2 separate regions of the Sus scrofa genome follow, and region 1 is linked to region 2. A link is a contact called in public HiChIP or PLAC-seq data. All regions are on one chromosome and are shown on one strand. Each heading gives the region's core, a stretch centred on a gene start, on an enhancer-like site or on the middle of the called end of the contact. The rest is flanking DNA. Distances are from core to core; before and after follow the strand shown. Region 1 overlaps DUSP10 (dual specificity protein phosphatase 10). Region 2 overlaps LOC100520091 (a long non-coding RNA gene).

What was found. HiChIP or PLAC-seq counts read pairs in DNA pulled down with a chosen protein or histone mark.
Region 1: a contact with region 2 is called in an H3K27ac HiChIP or PLAC-seq map of skeletal muscle. The contact joins two enhancer-like sites. A contact is called at or near these places in 2 of 47 Hi-C or Micro-C datasets (embryonic fibroblasts and skeletal muscle) and 1 of 2 datasets of contacts at active chromatin or transcription factors (skeletal muscle).

The regions. Positions count from the first base shown.
Region 1 is chr10:10,882,059-10,886,400 of Sscrofa11.1, reverse strand. The region is part of intron 2 of DUSP10 (dual specificity protein phosphatase 10); the gene reads left to right. Among named protein-coding and RNA genes, the nearest start is that of DUSP10, 22 kb to the left of the region's middle. Within about 2 kb of position 2,155, at least 9 of the 83 cell types and tissues checked have an H3K27ac peak or open chromatin away from gene starts, as enhancers often do. A contact at or near this core is called in skeletal muscle, where this site is marked.
Region 2 is chr10:11,002,358-11,007,036 of Sscrofa11.1, reverse strand. All of the region lies in intron 3 of LOC100520091 (a long non-coding RNA gene), which reads left to right. Among named protein-coding and RNA genes, the nearest start is that of DUSP10, 99 kb to the right of the region's middle. Within about 2 kb of position 2,241, at least 5 of the 83 cell types and tissues checked have an H3K27ac peak or open chromatin away from gene starts, as enhancers often do. A contact at or near this core is called in skeletal muscle, where this site is marked.

The DNA of each region.
Region 1 (4,342 bases), core at 906-3,405, 120 kb after region 2:
GACTCCCTCAGGCTCGTGCTCCCTCTTGAGCATCCTCTTCTCCTTCGTGGGTCTCTCCATCCCTTCTTACATAGGGTGTCTTAGAAGGAGGCGTGGAGGTGGAGAAAGGGTTAAGGTCCCCACGTGTGAATTGTTTTGGACCCCAGGTCTCGCTGCCGGGCATGGCTGTTTGTCACATTTAAGCCTGTCACTCCTGCAGGCTGCCTCTTCTCCATGAGCCTTTCCAGCCTCAGCAGTGACAAGATTTCGGAGCCTTCCTGCTAAACTCTCCTGGCAGGCCCTGCACCTGCCCTGCATGAGTCACAGCAGAATGACATCCTTTCAGGTGTTTTTGGTTAAGTTTCCTTTAATGATCTTTCAACCCTTTTCTCTCATTAGATTTTTTTTTTTTCTTTTTAGGGCCACACCCACAGCATATAGAAGTTCTCAGGCCAGGGTCTGAATCAGAGCTGCAGCTGCCCACGTTTACTGCAGCCACAGCAACACCAGATCAGAGCTGCATCTGCAAACTATGCTGCAGCTCGTGGCAATGCTGCATCCTGAACGCACGGAGTGAGGCCAGGGCTCGAACCTGCATCCTTGTAGATACTCGTCAGGTTCCTTACTGCTGAGCCACAACAGGAACTCCTCTCCCATTAGATTTATCTTCAGAGACTATATATATTTAAACAATTTTTTTAACACTTCCAAATTCCTAGGCTTATGCTGAGCGACACACAATACATACTTTACACCTGACTGGTGGCCCTTTGTCACGTCCTTCCCAAGTTGATTTAACCTTGAAACATTTATCGAGTGCCTGCTGTACGAGCCAGGCCTAGCTCTAGGTGCTGAGTGGTGACTACTTATCATTTCTGTTCATAACTGTTCTGTTCATAACTTATTAAGTCCTGGCAGTGACTCTGGGCGCCTCTTGGTACTGCTATTGGCCCTATTTTGCACATGAGGAAGCTAGGGTGCAGGAGGCGAGGACGTGGCCGAGATCAGCGGGCTGGAAGGGGCGGAGGCCAGCCGAGCCCCAGGGCAGTGATGCTGCGCTTCCTCCAAGACGGAGAATCGCCTGGCTTTCTTGGGGTCCATATGTTAACAATAACACTAAACAAATGAAGGAGGTAACAAGTGGTTTTTGATAAGTGATCGTGAAACTAAAATTTCACACTATTAATTAAAGAGCAGTAGCAGGGTCGCTATCCTTGGACACTGCGGAAGAGCCTCCTGAGAGGACCCTGTTTGAGCTGAGGTCTGAATCACCTAGTGAAGATGTAGGGAAGGGGGTTGCACGAAAAGGGAACAGCATGTGCAAAGGCCCTGAGGTGGGAGGCAGGTCCTGGCCTCTCATGGCCTAGGACAGGGGCTCTTCTTCTCCACTGTCCATCAATATACAATTTATTCACATCCTGCTGGAGCTGGAGAAATTCACAGAAGATCCAAACCCCTGATTTTCTAGAAGTGGCAAGAGAGGTCACAAAACCAGTCCCCAGTAGGACCTCGGTGCAGGCCGTAGGGCTATGTCCCCAGAGTCCTTGCTGTCAGGACTTCCAGCCCCCTGAGCAACGTTAGGCATAGCTTCCAGGGGATGTGGCTGGGAGATCTGACTGTGCCAGACGTGGGGTTCATCCCAGGTCACCTCTCCCGTTCCGCATGTCCCAGGTTGAACTGACCCGTTGCTTGGCTGGCCTGCCACTTAGCCTCAAGTCCACATTGACAAGCTATGATCCAAGCCTACCTACTCCAAGCCCGACTGGCCTCTTGGTGGATTTTTCTTCCCCTTCATCCCAGAAGGTGGTACATTTCTGGGGACACGATCGCTTGATCGCTTTTCACTTGATACAAACGTGTATCTGTCAGCGCGCAGAGGCCTCCCCTGGCTTCAGGCTGGCCTTTCCAATCTCAGCCATCCCTCGAGGGTCTGACCGTGGGGCTGGGCTGGACAGGTAAATCTCTATGTGGGGCAGTGTTCACGCCTGCTCTTTCTGGCCGTGTAGTCTTGATGCTCAGACTTGCTGAATGTTCTTGCCAAATACAGAATTCCGCTCGGTGACTTGAGGAGGTGTTGCTGTGCCTTTTGTGAACAGAAAACTCTGATTCAGGAAAACAATCCACATTTTGATGTTGACACTTGATCCTGTCCCCTGCCACTTCCTGAATTCCCTAAGCTACCGCCCTTTGACCTCCAGATGATACTAAAACACATCGTCATGAAAGCTGTTTGTTTGGACATGGGGCTTTCATTCACAGTGGGCGGGAGGCACATGCCGTTTTTGCTGGGAGCTTCCCTGCGCCAGTGCAGTACAGGGACCATCTGGGCTACCCTTCCATAACCCTGCCCTGCTTCCTGCCCTCCCTCCCCTCCTCCTGCCATGGATGTTTCCAGATGACCTCTGTGCACGTAATTTCCAATGGGAATGTTTCACGGTAGAAATATGCTCTCTCTTGAGGCTTGCTCTTGATATTTCTAGAGATTTATTTAATTGGACTCTACTTAAATCCCCTTGGGAAACATACTTTTGCTGTGAAGTTGTGATGTGTTTAATTTGGGGTCTAAGATAAATGTCGGTCCTTGGGGGAGGTGGATGATTAGGCAAGAGTGTTCCTTTTGTTCAGGGGGCCTGTTTAGTGACTGGCTTTCCTGGCTTTCCTCTGTTTGTTGGTTTAGCAAAATGCTTCACTATTTAAACTCCGGCACCGCAAAGCAAAGAATGTTCTCCCTCTCTTCACGGAATTAAACAGTCATGCAGAGCTTGGCTTGAGCCCTTGGGGGGCATATGGCTTCATGTTTTATGGCACTCTCCTGGTAAAGGCTCCCCTCTCCAGCCTTCCAGTATGATCTCATGGATTCTTCTCCCCTCCCTTAATCCTCCTTGATGGATTGCCTGGTATTGAGCTTTTTGGTGAAGACAGGAGCTGCAACCCTAACATGGTATTGAGTGGCTGCCCCCAAACCCAGACATTCTCTAGCTAAGCTGTTCTTCCCCCCAGGGAGATGCTGCAGGGAGGGTGTAACTGATGAAGAGGCCTGTGTCTTTGGGACGAAGGGGGCTCCTGGGCTTGCAGCTGGCTCGTGAAACGAAGGTTTGGGAAGATTCTGTGGGCTTGCCCCTTATGAGCATGCCCATCCTTTAGGCACCAACACATCTTGACCTCGGGTCCATTTCTGGCTTGACTTTCAGACATGGTATCAGGTTGGGTTGGCTCCCAAGGGTCAGATTCTCAGGCAGTCCACAGGTTTGGTGTGGTTCTTCAAATGTAAGAATTATAATTTGTATTTCTACCAAGTAAGCTAGCCTGGGTATTAAAAGTGGTTCCCTGTTTGTATGTTGGGGCTGCTGTAACAAACCACCATGATCTGGGTGGCTTCAAGAGCAAACATTTATTTTCGCAGTGTTCTGGAGGCTGGAAGTCCAAGGTCACCGTGCTGGGTGCACAGGTTCTGGTGTGCTCTTCCAGGCTTGCAGATGGCCACCTTCTTGCTTAGTAGGAGACGGGGAGAGAGAGACCAAGCTCTCCCGTGTCTCATCCTATGAGGGCACTAACCCTCAGTGTGAGGACCCCACCCTGCTGACCTCATTAAACCTAATCATCTTCCAAAGGCCCCCATCCCCAAATACCTTAGGGGTTAGGGTTTCAGCATGTGAATTCAGTCCCATAGCAGGTGCAAAACATGAATTCTGCACAAGAAAGGGTATGAATTTCATCCAGGTTGGGGAATATAGGTAAATCACACCCTCTGATAAAGTAACTTTTTTCTGGCTCTCTCGTTCTCTCCTTATTTTATTTTATTATTTTTTTGTCTTTTTAGGGCCACACCTGCAGCATATGGAAGTTCCAATGCTAGGGGTCCAATCAGAGCTGCAACTGCCAGCCTATAGCACAGCCACAGCAACACCCGATCTGAGCCACGTCTGTGACGTAAACCACAGCTTGCAGCAAGGCAGGATCATTAACCCAGTGAGCGAGGCCAGGGATCAAACCCGCATCCTCATGGATACTAGTATGCTTCATTACTGCTGAGTCACGATAGGAACTCCTCTCCTTATGCTTTTCAAACTCATATCGATCAAGTGTTATAGGCTCCTGCCCATGCAGGAGCGTCCCACTGAATTTAGAGTAAAACCCAGCTGCTAAATGGCCTAAGAGACCCTCTGCAGTTTCCTTTCCTCCTCTGGGCCCCGTCTTCCGCTCATTCTGCCTCCGCACTGTCACTGTCCCTTTGAGCCATCCCAATCTCAGTGGTGTCCCCACTTTGCCCTGCTGTGGCTCTTTCTGCCTCGCCTGTCCTCGGGGGCCCCCTCTTCCACCACTTCTCCAAACCTCCCTCCCTCCCATGCCCAGAGAGCTTTTT
Region 2 (4,679 bases), core at 992-3,491:
TAACAACCTATGCCAGTGGCTTGGAAGAGCATTCACTTAAGAAACTCATAGAGTAATGGCTTTTAATTGGTACTTTTAATATGTACTTGATCCTTTTTTGTCCAAGCACCATCTTGTCTGATGATTATCTCTCATGATTCTCAGATTTTAAGTTGCCTATAGCAAGAATGAGGTGCCTCCTGGAATTCTGATGAGACCAATGCTCTGGGTATGCTAGTCAGCTTCTGCTGATACTCTGCCAGCCTGGCTGATCGGGACCTGCCCCCGTGATGAGCCATGGTTCAGCAGGAGAAGGAGCCCTGGGTCAACAGGGACAGGCTCTCAGCTCAGGGAATGCAGTTATATGTGTATGAAAATTTTCCTCTAAGTCCCCTCAAGGATGATCTCAGGGGTGATATTTTGTTGCTGTAACATCTTACCCTGAAACCCTTAGATAGAAAAATAGACTGATAGATAGATAGATGATACAGAAAAGTGATAGATACGGATATAGAGATAGATGGATATAGACAGGTGTCTCTATGTATCTATGTCGCCATCTATGAATCTATGTCTGTCTGTCTGTCTGTATCTATCTATGGCCTTTGCAGTTATAATATCCATATTGTGATGAACCACGATGTCTGCAAAAAGGCAGTCCAGCTGGGTGAGTCAGCCCCAGGTGGGCTTTGCAGGCCGCAGCATCCAGAGGCTTCATCCTCCCGACCATTCATGGAATGCACTCGGTCTGGAAGTCGTTAGGAGCGCATAAGCCCAGAACGCCCTGATGTCATCTTTAAACGGTGACATGATTCCAGAGCGTAAAGCTGAACCTCACATGACTTTCCCTAACTACATGCTTATGACTGACCCCAAATTTCCAGCAGATGCACTAATCTTTTCACCCCTGCTGTGTTTGGAAGAGCCTCTGTGATGCCAAAATGCACAAATGAGCTTGACTCGGACCATTCTCAGCTGCTTACGGCAGCCTCTAGCTAACCCTTACCAGCTTATTTCTATTTGAGCCACTTTTTTGCATCGTAAATACTTATGGTATACGATTAGCTGAAAAAATACGGCACAGCATTTTATGTAGAGCAGCTCAACAACTTAAAATAGGAATGGAAATATGATGGAAATAGGTTCACTAAAATATTAAGTAGTTTTCTCTGGGTGGATTTATTTATTTTTTTGTCTTTTGTCTTTTCAGGGCCGCACCCCCAGCATAGGGAGGTTCCCAGGCTAGGGGTCTAATCAGAGCTGTAGCCGCCGGCCTATACCACAGCCACAGCAATACCAGATCCGAGCTGCATCTACAGCCTACACCACGGCTCACAGCAACACCGGATCCTTAACCCACCCAGCAAGGCCAGGGATTGAACCCACAGCCTCATGGTTCCTAGTTGGATTCATTTCCGCTGCATCAGGACGGGAACTCCTGTTTTTCAAAATATGTTTAGTACCATTTCTCTGGATTTAAAAAAAAAAAGTCTACAATGATTCTATTAATAGCATTTATATTCACAAGTCTGGGGCTATTCAACGACTTTTACATGGATCTTATGAGCACAAAATGAGATAACACAAGGAAGGCAGCTGAAGAAAAGGGGGGGGAGCATTTTTGTGTTTATGGTGCTTAATGGACTTCAGAGGAAGCAACAATAAAATTTTAACTTAAAAATTATCCGAGAACAGATTGTACCACCTCCACAGACAGGTGATAACTGCGTGCCAAGTTAACACATCCGCCTCCAGTTCTGCCTCAAACGATGACGTGAGGCCTTAGAGGGCCTCGGAGCAAAACGGCAACGTGTACCTCAGAGGTGAGGCGTGCTCGGCCTCACGCCCCTGTGTCCATCCATTCACTTCACCTTGTCCGTGTCACTCCTTGGCCCAGTAGGGACGTTTTTGGCCCATGAATGTGCCCCGTGGCCAGGCTCCCCCTCCCAGCTGGTCCAGCCCTAATGTTGGGGACTGTGCCCCCAGCACCGCGGGCAGTGCGGAGGGCCGGAGGCGGGCGAGCTCTGGGTCTTCCACTTTTCTCCACTCTGCTGTGCACGTGCGCTGAACGCCATCTCTTTGAGTGATGACATTTGTCCGGGCCAGATGCTCAGCCCCAGTCTCGCTTCCTCTTCTTTCGTGTCTCCTAAGGGGCGTAATCCAGTGTCTAAATATAAACTGTCATCTGAAAATACATACCCACTTCTGCCAGGGCTTTTATTTTTCTCCCAGATGATGTTACCAAGGCTTCTATTAATAAAGGTAAGGCCAAGTGGCCAAACATGGCTCTTCACTTCTTTCCAGGTGGAGGGAGGGGGAGCCAGGGCTCAAGGTGCCCAGACATGAGCTGCCCCCTTCTTTTCTCTGGGAAACACCACAGCAGGTGGCACTAGTACATGGGACCATGTGTGCTTGCACCTTACCGTCACACTGCAAGCAGCGTCCACCACCAGTATTGCACCTGTAGGGAAGAATATGCAAGAGGTGGACTTTGACCAAGGCGGGGTGTGCAGGAAGAGCCCCATAAACCTGGCCAGGCCCCAGCTCTCCAGCACAGCAGTTGCCTACAATTCTCACCATCCACTGCGGTACCAACTCTTCCTACTACCAGGAAGGTGCCACCACTGGAGCAATCTAATGGCCCATATGCAGCTCTGTCCTCACCCTGGCCGTGCCCCAGAGAACACACAGGGAAGAACTCGATCCTCATCCTCACTGATCTCTGCCCATACCATCCAAGAACCTCTAAATAAACCCTGCTTACTCCACTCCTAATTATAGCCATGTCGTATTGAGAGCTTACTCTGGGCCAGGCACTGCAAACATAGGACTTGTCTGAACAACACCTCTATGAGATGGTTGTTATTCTGCTTAATGGATGCAGAGACCCGGGCTCAGAGAGGTTAGATAACCAGACTCAGTCATGTATCCCAATATAGTAGAGTCTGGATTCAAACACAGACCCACTGGACTAATTCTTCTAAACCACCGTGCTTTCTTCGAATTCCAGTGGACTGATGTAGTATTTTCAAGACAATTCAATAACTACCCATCCTCCAAGGGCAAAGGAGTGGGGTCAAGGAAGGGTTACACTTCTTGGCCTCACGCTCACTCTAAGTGACCTTAGTGAGCAGGACATCAATTTGCAGTCATCCCTTCTGAAACCGAGAAAGAGCAGAGTGACACCTGAGCTGCCCTGGTGGGGATTATCCTTTCTGGGACTTGGGACATCAAGCAGGCTTCTTATAAGGGGACTCGAGGTTATGCAATTGCATCTTCTCCCAGAGTTTACAAAGGCTGAAGGAATTTGGTTCTACTATTAATAGCTCAGATGCCTCTTGCTAGAAAGGGTGACATATGTCCATCCTGAGATAACACATGACCTAGGCATGTAAATTTATGGACAGAAAGGACCCTAGCAAAGGAATCAACGACTACTGGTTCATGGACAAGGCACAAGGAGTGAGAGACCTGATGTCATCCCAAGGTTGGGACGGCAGTTTGTCGTTGCACCTCTACTGCTCAAAATGAACATCGATGAGTTCTGGAATGATCCGCAGCCTAGTTACACAGAGGGTGGGAAAGAGTGATTGCTGTGCTGATGAGGGCATCTGCCTGGCTCTGAGCTTCCTCCTGCCTGGTGTCCTAAATGGATCTGTCCTTCTCATTCAGATGGGAAAGCTCAGGTCGGGGGATCCAGACAAGTGGGGTGGGGGGGAGGGCTGGGAAGGGCACGGGGCTTAGGGTCTACGGGCCCCCATTCAGGACTACCTAGTGAGGGCGTCCCTTTATAGAAGCTGGCGTCACAGCCTTCTACCCTGTCCTGTGGAACAGCTGTCAAGGGTGCTGACCAGCAGCCTTGACTCTGCTTTCATCTAAAGTATTTTTACTGCATCTACCTTTTCCTGCCTCTGTCCTTGCGTGTGTCTCTGGTATGTGATCTCAGAATCCAGCTCAAACAGTGTATTGTGAGTGAAGGGCTGAAGATGGGAGAGAAGGTTAGGCAGAGGCACACACATATTCCCCATACCCTTGGAAAGGTCACAGTCTTACCGAGAGCACAGACACATTTTTAGAAAAATATAAGGAAGACAAAATACATGATGCTGTGTGGTTTGAAAGGAAGAAAAATTACCTTTCTCTCAGAAGACTCATTTGTATACATGAGATTCCCAAACACGGTAAAACAGGCATCGAGGTGCAATGGAGAAACGTGGGCTTATCCGTACTGTTTGTACAGTGGTACAAAAACCGTTAGAATTTTGAGGGGAAAAAATATCAGTATAGGCCTTCCCTTTCAGACATACAAAAAATAAATGAAAGCTGGAAAAAAAATTGAGTATTTAAGAAGAAAACCACAACGAGAAGATAATAAGAGAAAAAATATCTAAAACTCCAAGTGGGAAAAAGTGAATTTAAGAATAGAAGTAATAAAAGAAGTCTCTAAAAAATCTGATAAATTACAGATTTGAGCCCTTTAAAATTTAAACGTTTTCCGTGGTTAACGTATTTACTAAAATACGACCTAAATGAAGAGTTTTTTTTTTTTTTTTCCAACTGAGTCAGGAAAAAATACTGCTTCAAACCAGATTAGCCAATGGTTAATTCATACCTGTATTTTTCTAAATGGCTCATAGCAATTGCCTGGTCAAAGCCAGCAGTGGAATCAACCCATTTCACAGGTAGGAAAACCGAGAGCA